2 separate regions of the Hordeum vulgare genome follow, and region 1 is linked to region 2. A link is a contact called in public Hi-C data. All regions are on one chromosome and are shown on one strand. The core of a region is the stretch at or near the end of the contact, and the rest is flanking DNA. Distances in the headings are between cores, read along the strand shown.

The links. Hi-C and Micro-C count contacts between places; a contact is called where the count stands out from the background.
Region 1: a contact with region 2 is called in a Hi-C map of leaf, with 5 times the contacts expected there. The contact joins the promoter of LOC123426757 here to the promoter of LOC123430293 in region 2. A contact is called at or near these places in 1 of 6 Hi-C or Micro-C datasets (leaf) and 1 of 1 datasets of contacts at active chromatin or transcription factors (embryo).

What each region holds. Positions count from the first base shown.
Region 1 is chr2H:480,574,930-480,579,604 of MorexV3_pseudomolecules_assembly, forward strand. It overlaps LOC123426757 (protein PSK SIMULATOR 1-like), which reads right to left and starts at 2,810. Exons shown (of 13, transcript XM_045110638.1): 1 at 2,171-2,810; 2 at 1,770-2,080; 3 at 1,151-1,473; 4 at 968-1,060; 5 at 794-884; 6 at 621-714; 7 at 298-395; 8 at 148-217; 9 at 1-76. The coding sequence starts at 2,192.
Region 2 is chr2H:480,304,455-480,308,952 of MorexV3_pseudomolecules_assembly, forward strand. It overlaps LOC123430293 (vegetative cell wall protein gp1-like), which reads right to left and starts at 2,969. Exons shown (of 1, transcript XM_045114165.1): 1 at 1,921-2,969. The coding sequence starts at 2,795. The coding sequence ends at 2,208.

The DNA.
Region 1 (4,675 bases), core at 1,560-4,059, 270 kb after region 2:
GTGTTTGCATAGTGCAACGCAAGTCCGGCAGGTCCTAGTCTCTGACAGCTCACAGCAGAACTCAATTCACTTCCATCTACACATGTATTAAAAGGATCAGTTTGAAAAAGGTGTGACTGATTCAACGTAAAACAACCATGGAATTACCATAAGTTCCATATGAGACACTGATCTCAACATGTAAATATTGCACAATGTCAACAAGCTTCTCAACAACCTGTAACAGGGAATGTGTGTTATAGGCAAAGACAAACCAACAGATCATATGAAGTAAATTCTATAGTAAAAGTTGCTCACTTGTTCCAATGTCTTTGACCACAGAGATCTTTTCTTCAAGTTCTTCACGTAACTTCTTTGGGTCTTCAACTCGAGTTTCACAACTTGAATATTTTCTCCTGCAAAGTTATCTGATCAGCGTAGAAACTGTAAACAGTAAAAGGTACATTGCCATGACAAACGTGCACAGATGGATTTGGATTTAGAAAATAGCAATAATAAGATTTAAACAATGCCCGAGTTCCGACAGTCCGCATAAATATCATTTTTATGCATTGGACAGAGAAGAAGAGGCAAAAGTATTTCCATCTAAAAATATGTTGTTACACAAGAAAGACAAATACCTTTTTCTATCTTATTTGAACTTTCACTTCCCTTTAGTTGACAGCGGTAATCTTGCTCAAATCTATCTAAGGCATGCAGCTCATGATACAAATCCTGGAAAAGGAAGGTCAAAACAAGATGACATTAATCTATTTGCTCAAATGATATCTTGAGAGTAGAGCACAATGCTTACAGTTGTACGTTGAACAAGAGCCATCAGCTTTTGCATCTCCACTGTGGCAGTTTCTTTCAGCTGCTTCTGGGGTACACTTTCTGATTCTAGTCTGGACACCAAGGGGACCAATATCATTCAAGTCTAACAACATGTATAACCCTATTCTGCTCGTCAAAGCAGGAAGTTTCTTACTTTACAAAATAGCGGTCCAGATTATGCCATTGGGGATCTTTACAACGGTTGCCAAACCTCACAATCTCTTGTGAAAATACTTTCAGCTCTTCCCTGAAAAGATCAGCCAGGGTTCAGAAAACAGTCATCAGTCAGAGTAACCAAAAAGTCACAGTGGACACTGAGGACAAACGTCCCATCTACCTTCTGTCATTAGCTACAATCCGCATCAACTCGCCCATATCACTGGAAATCAAATTCTGCACACCTTCAGAGGGAAGCACCACCTGTTTAAAGTATGTGACAGAGTCTTCGGAGAGAGATTGCATAACACTCGCGCCTTTCAGTATTGTGTTAGCAACCTCAAAAGCTAGAATTGATATCTGAGTCCCTTTGGTCGTCCTAGAAATAAAACCACCATCCGGGCTCAAGGTTGTCATCAGGCAGCCTAGTGTGTCTAGAATTTCCACTGCTCTCCCATACCCAGCCATGCCGGCCGCGCCAAGCCCTGAACCTGTTCTAGAAACCTGAGAACAAAGGCGAAGCATTTCAGGGCATACTACATTTGAATAATGTGATTAAACTAAAACGCTATACAAGGTAGGCCCAAGTCGTTCTCCTGCATTAGGACAAAAATCTGCACAATTCAATCTTTTTCTAAGATTTATCACTAATCATCTGAGTGAATCCTGAAGTCATTCCAATTATGAACATGGCTAAATAAACAGAGAAAATAATACTGTGTGGTAACATTTATTAATTCAGCTAAAAATGGCTCGGCGAAAGAAAAAAAAATAGCATCCCCTGCTTATGTACCACTTGCCTTGCTTGTTCCATTGTTTCCAGATGCGTCTTTCGTCGACTGAGATGTCGCCATTTTCCCAGACACAAATGTCTCTTCTGATGTCGATTCGTGCAGCTTACTACTCCCGGAAATAAAGAAACCATCATCCTTGGGGGACAAGATGAAGGACCGGCTCGTCGACTCCATATTATCTCTGACTTTAGCTTCCCAAACACCGCTGACCTTCTGTCTGTGTGCAAGGTCTACTGAGTCAGGTAACCCGGTGATGCCGCCCGCTGGATCATCGAACTCAACATCCGCGACGCCAATACTCCTTCTTGATTTCAACACTGCAAAAGAAGCTGTTTTCAGTAAGCAGTCTACTCCTACCTGGTAAGACACTGCAAAGCACCAGCAACGAAGGGGCGGGGCAGACATACTGTAGCAGCCGTTGCAGTCCATCCACGAGAAGCCCGTGCCCACGACCGCAAGCACGGCATGGAGGCACGCTGCTCCGACGAGACCGGCAGACGCCGCCCGCTCGCTGAAGAAAGCGTGAAAACTCCGGATTTCCGCTCCAGCCCCGGCGGCGCGCGGAAGGTGCTCGACGCAATGCGCGAGTCAACGGGAGCGGGGAAAGAAGAGCCTCTCCTCGGCAAGAAACCAAAGAGAGCTCGCTCGCGAGGACGACCAGGGAAATGGAAGGATGGGGGGCTTGGCTTGGAGTGAGAGGTCGAGAGGGGACGGCGAGCTCGGTGGAAGCTCGGGGATGTAGCCGGGAGGGGAGGCGACTCGATCAGGGGAGCATGGGGGACGGGAGGCGCGGCTTTTTCAGGCCGGATTTGTTTTTGCTCCACCGCGGCAAACGAGACATGGGGAGACGCAGACAGGCCACCGTTTCCGGCAGAAAAGAATTGGGCGAGACGAAGGCGAGAGTCAGCGGTCTGACCCCGTCGCGCTCTCTCGAGAGCGGGCGCCCGTGCGCGCCTCGGGATCTCCGTATCGTCGGATCGATCGACCGCCGGACACGGCCGGCACGAGGATGCGATCCTGCGGTGCGGTGTTTGGCCTTTAGTCCTGCCGGCCGGCCCCGGATAGCGTCCGAATGTGGATCGCTCCACACCTCACCGGCTGTCTGTCAGCTCATGGTTCCAAGTGCCGGGCACGTTCGTGCACAATATTGTTTTCTTCTGGCAGACTATTCCTTCACGTTGAGAAAATGAGCATGTGCGTGATGTTTATTCCGGTCTTTTCTCACAATTTATTCCAGTTTTATACTCCCTCCGTTCCTAAATATAAATCTTTTAAGATATTTCACTAAGAGTCTACATACGGAGCAAAATGAATGAATCTACACTCTAAAATATGTCTATATACATCCGTATGTAGTACACTAGTGAAACCTCTTTAAAGACTTATATTTAGAAACGGAGGGAGTAGTATTTACCCGGGGAACCCGACGCTACGTATGAATCAACCATTAGCATTACACGAAAACATTTAAAAGTAAGAAAATTACAATCCGATCATAATGGAATGGCATGCACTTCATCCCATACATGCCTATGACGAACAGATGTCGTCGCTGAAGTTTCACGTCGAACAAGAAATCGAAGTTGTTGAGAACAGGGTGTCACTCTGTTGGCTAGGTCCGCAATGAGTGTCACCAACTGTAACAAGAGATCGAGCCAAACAAAGACGCGCGAAGACGATGATTCAACACGTGGGCCATGGGCTGGCCGCATGGCCCACTCGTTCCCGGCATCTTGGGCAGTGGACAATGGCTTCAAAGCTCGAACTAGACCTGTTAAGGGTGTACGTTGAGCCTTATAGTCGTTGTGTGTGTAAGCGTGTGACTTGTGAAAGGAGTTGGTGACTTCGGCCATGGCGTATGTGTGTATGTGTCACGTGTGAGCTAGAGCTACCCATTCATGACGAATTTACCACCAAATTTGAGACCAATACAAGTTAGTAGTTACATCTGGCATCAAAGTCGTTCTATCCTAGAGATTTCCCGCCATCCGCATTGCACTAGGCTCGGTAATCAACGCCAGCGGGAAGCTATGGGGAGCTTGTCGGCGGAAGGCCACAACAACCACGAGATCGTCAAGTCTTGCATCATCGATGAATTCGAGCAACGCCTCAAGGTACACAACGACAATCTCCTCAAGTCTGTGACCAAGCTGCTCCAGGAGTCGACCAAAACTTTGGATGGCCTCATCTCCGCTCGCATCGACGGCGTCTGCTCTGAGATCCACCCTGACATTGACCAGATCTGCTACAATCTGGAACGAGGAGACAATGGCTACTACGAGGCTCGGACAGGAGGGCCTTCTTCGAGCATGGACGCTAGTGATGGCTATCACTGTCAAAACCGACAGACCTCGGGTAGGGGGCCGAGTTGTGAGATCGTACGATGGGTAACAGGAGACAAGGAACACATGGTGTTTATCCAGGTTCAGGCCCTCTCGATGGAGGTAAAACCCTACGTCCTGCTCTTGTTATATTATTGGTGTAGCGAAGTATAGAGTTGATCTACCTCGAGATCGTACGTTGTGGTCTAAACCCTAAGGGTGATGATGAATGTGTATGGGCATCCTCTACGGGCTAAACCATTCAACTTATATAGGCACCGGGGATATTTAGGGTTACATGAATGTCGATTACCATCTAGAGATTACATACCGAACGAATCATCCCACCATGGAGCGGACGCCGGGTCTTTGATAGAGTCTAATGTGGTCACGCCACGGCCTGAGGGCCTCGGAAGTCCTTCCTCCTTGACGGGCCTCTAGTTCGGCCCATGGACTAGATCACCTCGGTTGGGACCCCCTAGTCCAGGACACCATGAGTAGCCCCTGAACTTGTCTTCGAAACCGAAGATGATAACTCACTTCAGATAATGTATTCGACTTGATAGTCTTTGGCTTGACAGGCAAGTTCAG
Region 2 (4,498 bases), core at 1,719-4,218:
ATCACTTTGATTCGACTGACACCAGCACTGATGTCGTTAGCGCATTTTTTTTTCTGGTCGCGGTATTGACCTGTAGCGCCTGCAATCATATTCTTCTTCCCTGGCAGAAAAAAAACAAACATATCATATTCCTCTTCGCTTGCTAGTCTTGTGCATATTACTCCATTACATATTTAATTTACGCATGCATACATCAACCGACGAAAAGGCTCCCGGCCGTGCGTGGCAAAAGGGAAAGGTCAAGCTTCTCATCATGCTTTTCGCCCGGGCAACCGGCCGCGCAAAAAGTTCACCTGCTGTACGTACCCGCAGCAGATTTGGAAACACCTCTCACCTCTCGTGGGGCGTGGCCACCATCGCCGTGACTCGCCCAGCGCGCCCTTACCATCTACTCCATCTCTAAACTAATATAAAAGCGTTTAGATTACTAAAATACGGAGTAGTATTCTAAATGCTTTTATATTAGTTTACGGAGGGAGTACATGTGACGGCTGATGTCTCGCTTAGTTATTTTGTTACTATATACTCTCTCACTCATATCATAAAAATATTTTAACATTATATTAATATGAAAAATGTTTTTATATTATGGAACGGAGCGAGTAGTAAAGTCGAAACTCACGACTTCAAAAAATGTCATTTTATTTCACAGACATGTGGGCCTTGGAGCTTCTGTTACCGCAGCTTACTCAGTACTCTGTTTTCTACGCCAAGCCATTCAATTGTTGTATGCGAACTCTGTGTCTGTGTGTTTTTGTAAAGCAAAATTGAATCGGTTACTTTTGCTTTTGCGGATGTTTGCGAACATGTTCACCTATATTCTTGTAGCCATTGGTCCAGGCAGACAAATATGTGTCAGACAGGGTGAACTGACGGGACAAAACCCAAATCACCCTATGCATGATCCAATAACTCATTGTTCATACTTGCCACAACAAGATACTTCAAAGAATAAAGCAATGATTAATCATCTCCTACGCAAGTGGCCACTGCCAAATCTGTAAGATACGAGATGATAATACTACTAGCATAATATGGACAATGTAATTGTTATTTAATTAATAAACCTACACACCTTAATGTTTTGACTAGCTCTTGATATTGTGTCGTTGTGAAGACGGAGTGAATTTGGTATAGTCTTGATATTAATATATTAGCCTTTGTGCAAAAAACCTACCCACCTCTGAATATCATTTTATTTAACTCCTCTTCTTTCTTTATGTCAGTATGTAAGTACTTACTTTTTTCTATGTGAATTTTGAGTTAGCTAACCGCATGTCTATGTGGTAGTATTTATTTTTTCGTTGAACACATGAAAAATATTTACTTTGATTTTATATAATACTATATTGAGTAGACTTATACGGTGGGGCATCCCAAAAAAATAATACTAATACAGTAGGACATTTGTTTACTGTTTCTTCCCTACAAAACCATGAAGCATACTCTCTCCATTTCTAAAGATAAGTCTTTTAAAAGATTTCACTAAGGGTCTATATACGGAGTAAAATGAATGAATCTACACTTTATAATAGTATGTCTATATGCATCCGTATATAGTCAATTAGTGAAACCTTTAAAAGACTTATATTTAGAAACGGAGGAAGTATAAAAAAGAGAAGACAATAATATAGTAACATGTGCTCCATAATCATATCCTGCTTGCAACAGTCGTGGCCCGCTTGACCGTGATAGTGCATGCACTCTAAATCACAAATAGCGTACTCGTAGCACATTTTCTGGAAAAGAGAAACTGTAGAAGACACGCATCAGCACTGCACCACCCACATGCAAGTAATAATGCCAAGTGTAAAACTAACATGATTGAATCCTTTAATCAACAATACTTATAGTAGTAGAAGAATCTTCTAATCAACAATATAGAAGAATCCTTTAATCGGCAACTGGCCTAAAGCAGCCTAATCAATCAATGGTGCCGAATTATCCATTAATTATTGTTGAGGCAAGCACATGCATATACCGACACACGAAAAGACACCCTTAGTTACAGCGTCTTGTCACCAAATTCGCAAGCAACATTCCTAATTCATCGGCGCTAACTACGATCGGGCGCCAACGAACGTATACGTACGTACGATACGAACTCAACACAAGCCACACACACACCCAACAAGAAGAAGAAAAAAGAAGGAAGGACGATACGTGCACACGCACACCAACTCTCTACGTACTCATCGACGCCGGGCTTAGGCGGGAGAGCACCGGCGCGGCTGCGGCGGCGGGCCTGAGGCGGCGAGGGAGTCGCGGGACCTCGTGCACGACCGGTACAGGCTCAGCACGGCCAGCCACTCGGTCAGGGCGTCGGTCACCGCCGGCCACCGCCGCTGCTGCTTGCGCTTCCTCGCCTTCCCGGGCACGACGGAGTAAGCGCCGTCGGGGCCGAAGGAGTACTCGGCGACCACCTTGTTGTTGGAGAAGAGCGATGGCGGGAGGGGCAGCGGCGGGGCACCGGACTTGCTGCGGGTGCCGGCGCCGCGCGCGGGGGTCTTGGGGATGCCGGGCCGGTGCTCCCAGGAGAAGGGCACCGCGGATGCCCGGAGCGGGGAGAGGAAGCGGTGGTGGAACGGGGAGGGCGCCGGGGAGAAGGGGGCGAAGGAGAAGGAGGCGGAGGAAGACGACGCCGACGACGCCGACGACGCCGACGAGGAGGTGGGAGCGGACGAGGGCTTCGGGGACGCGAGGAGGCGCTGCCGCCGGCGGCTGGACGCAGATTTGCGCGCCGGGGCCGGGTGCGGTGACGGCGAGGAGGGGGTGGGCGGGTTGGGCTTGGGCATCGCAAAGCTGTGGCCTGTGCTTGGGCTGCCGGTGGTGTGGAGTTTGGGAGCTCAAGTGTGGGGCTTGTGGTCTTTTATGGTTGGGTCATGGCGTCGGCGCGCGCGCAAATGGAGGCGCGTGGAATGGCTTGACGTGGATGCCTGCCTTGCTTCCCCTCTACACGTTGGCGGAGGAGCCGGGGCGTATGGCATTTTCCTGGTGTTGTGCTGAATTGGCAGGATTAGCTAGAAAACAGTTTACACAAGACATGCCAAATTCACGGTTCATAAACATCCATTTTTGAAGAAAATATAGGCCCTGTTTGTTTCAGAAGTCCCGGGACTTTTTTTTAGTGCCAACTTAAAAGTCCTTAGTCTCTACCTGTTTGTTTCCAGGGACTAAACAAGGACTAAAGGTCATTAAATAACATGCAAAAAGATCATGTACCCTTAGTAATGTACTAGCAGTTATTAAATGACATGCTAAAAGTAGGCGTATTGTTGGAAAAAGTGTCAAAAAGTCCCAAAAATACCTTCCCACAAGGACTTCTTCAAATAGTCCCAAATACCCCCTTTTAGTCCCTAAAAGTCCCTCCTGTTTGTTTCGCATGGGACTTTTTGAGACTTTTTTTAGTCCCTACACCAAAAAGTCCCTGAAAACAAACACCCCATAGAAGACACCTACAATCGTGCTATCTTAGACGATTTACCTCATACGTCTCGGCGAACGGTCTGGTCAGAAAAATACGATACATGGACGCCTCAAATGCCCGGACCGACCGACACATCTCATATCCAATTCAAATATGAAGCGGGTATGAAGACACCCGGACGCGCTCAGATACGTCCTCCACGTCGAAACCCACTCATGTTGGCTCACCTCATCTCACATATATTGGTCCACATCCCCTCATCAGCCCAAACACTAACCACTCCACCCCCTTCACCCCACTCCGCCCCAAGCTTTAGTCCCGCGTTCTCAGGTCTTCTTCACCATGTCGGGCAGCGGATCCGAGTCATACACCGTCAGATCCCCGACCATGAGCTCACCCCACGAGGCCCCGAGGAAGAGATGACCGTCTGGCTTGCCTTGTGCCGCTCCCAGGAGGAGGACACCTGACGACAGCGCTTCGACTTCTTCCGTCGGGAATCCATTCACCTGCCCAAATGGCACATGGATCCGCCACTTGGGATGCCATCGCTGCCTCACCGGAGACGATGTGGCTCGTCTAGCGTCTGAACGCGGTGGCGGACGTGCAACCCCTCCTTTGGCTTGTTGAGCTGGAGGACACACCGTGGGTGTCGTCCGACGCAAACATGGCGAGGCGTGCCCGCCGTGTGAGGCAGCGGGCGCGGGAGGCGGTTGCACCCCTCACGGCGGAGGACGTTGGCGAGGCGGAGTCGGATTCTATGGTGCCCATTTGGTGTGCACAGTCCGGGCCCGCAACCGCGTTGTGGTGGACCTCTCTGGCTCATCCCATGGCGGTCGATCGTTGATCTCACGTTCACGAGAAATAGTAGAGCATGTAAGAGGGATGTGCCTCGAGTCCCGTAAGCCGGGTCATGTAACGTGTCCTACTCTACCTCGCCGGTGACTGATACATCTCCAACGTGTCGATAATTTTTTACTGTTTCATGCTATTATATTATCAATCTTGGATACTTTATATGCAATAATATGCTATTTTATATTATTTTGGGGAACTAACATATTAACCCAATGC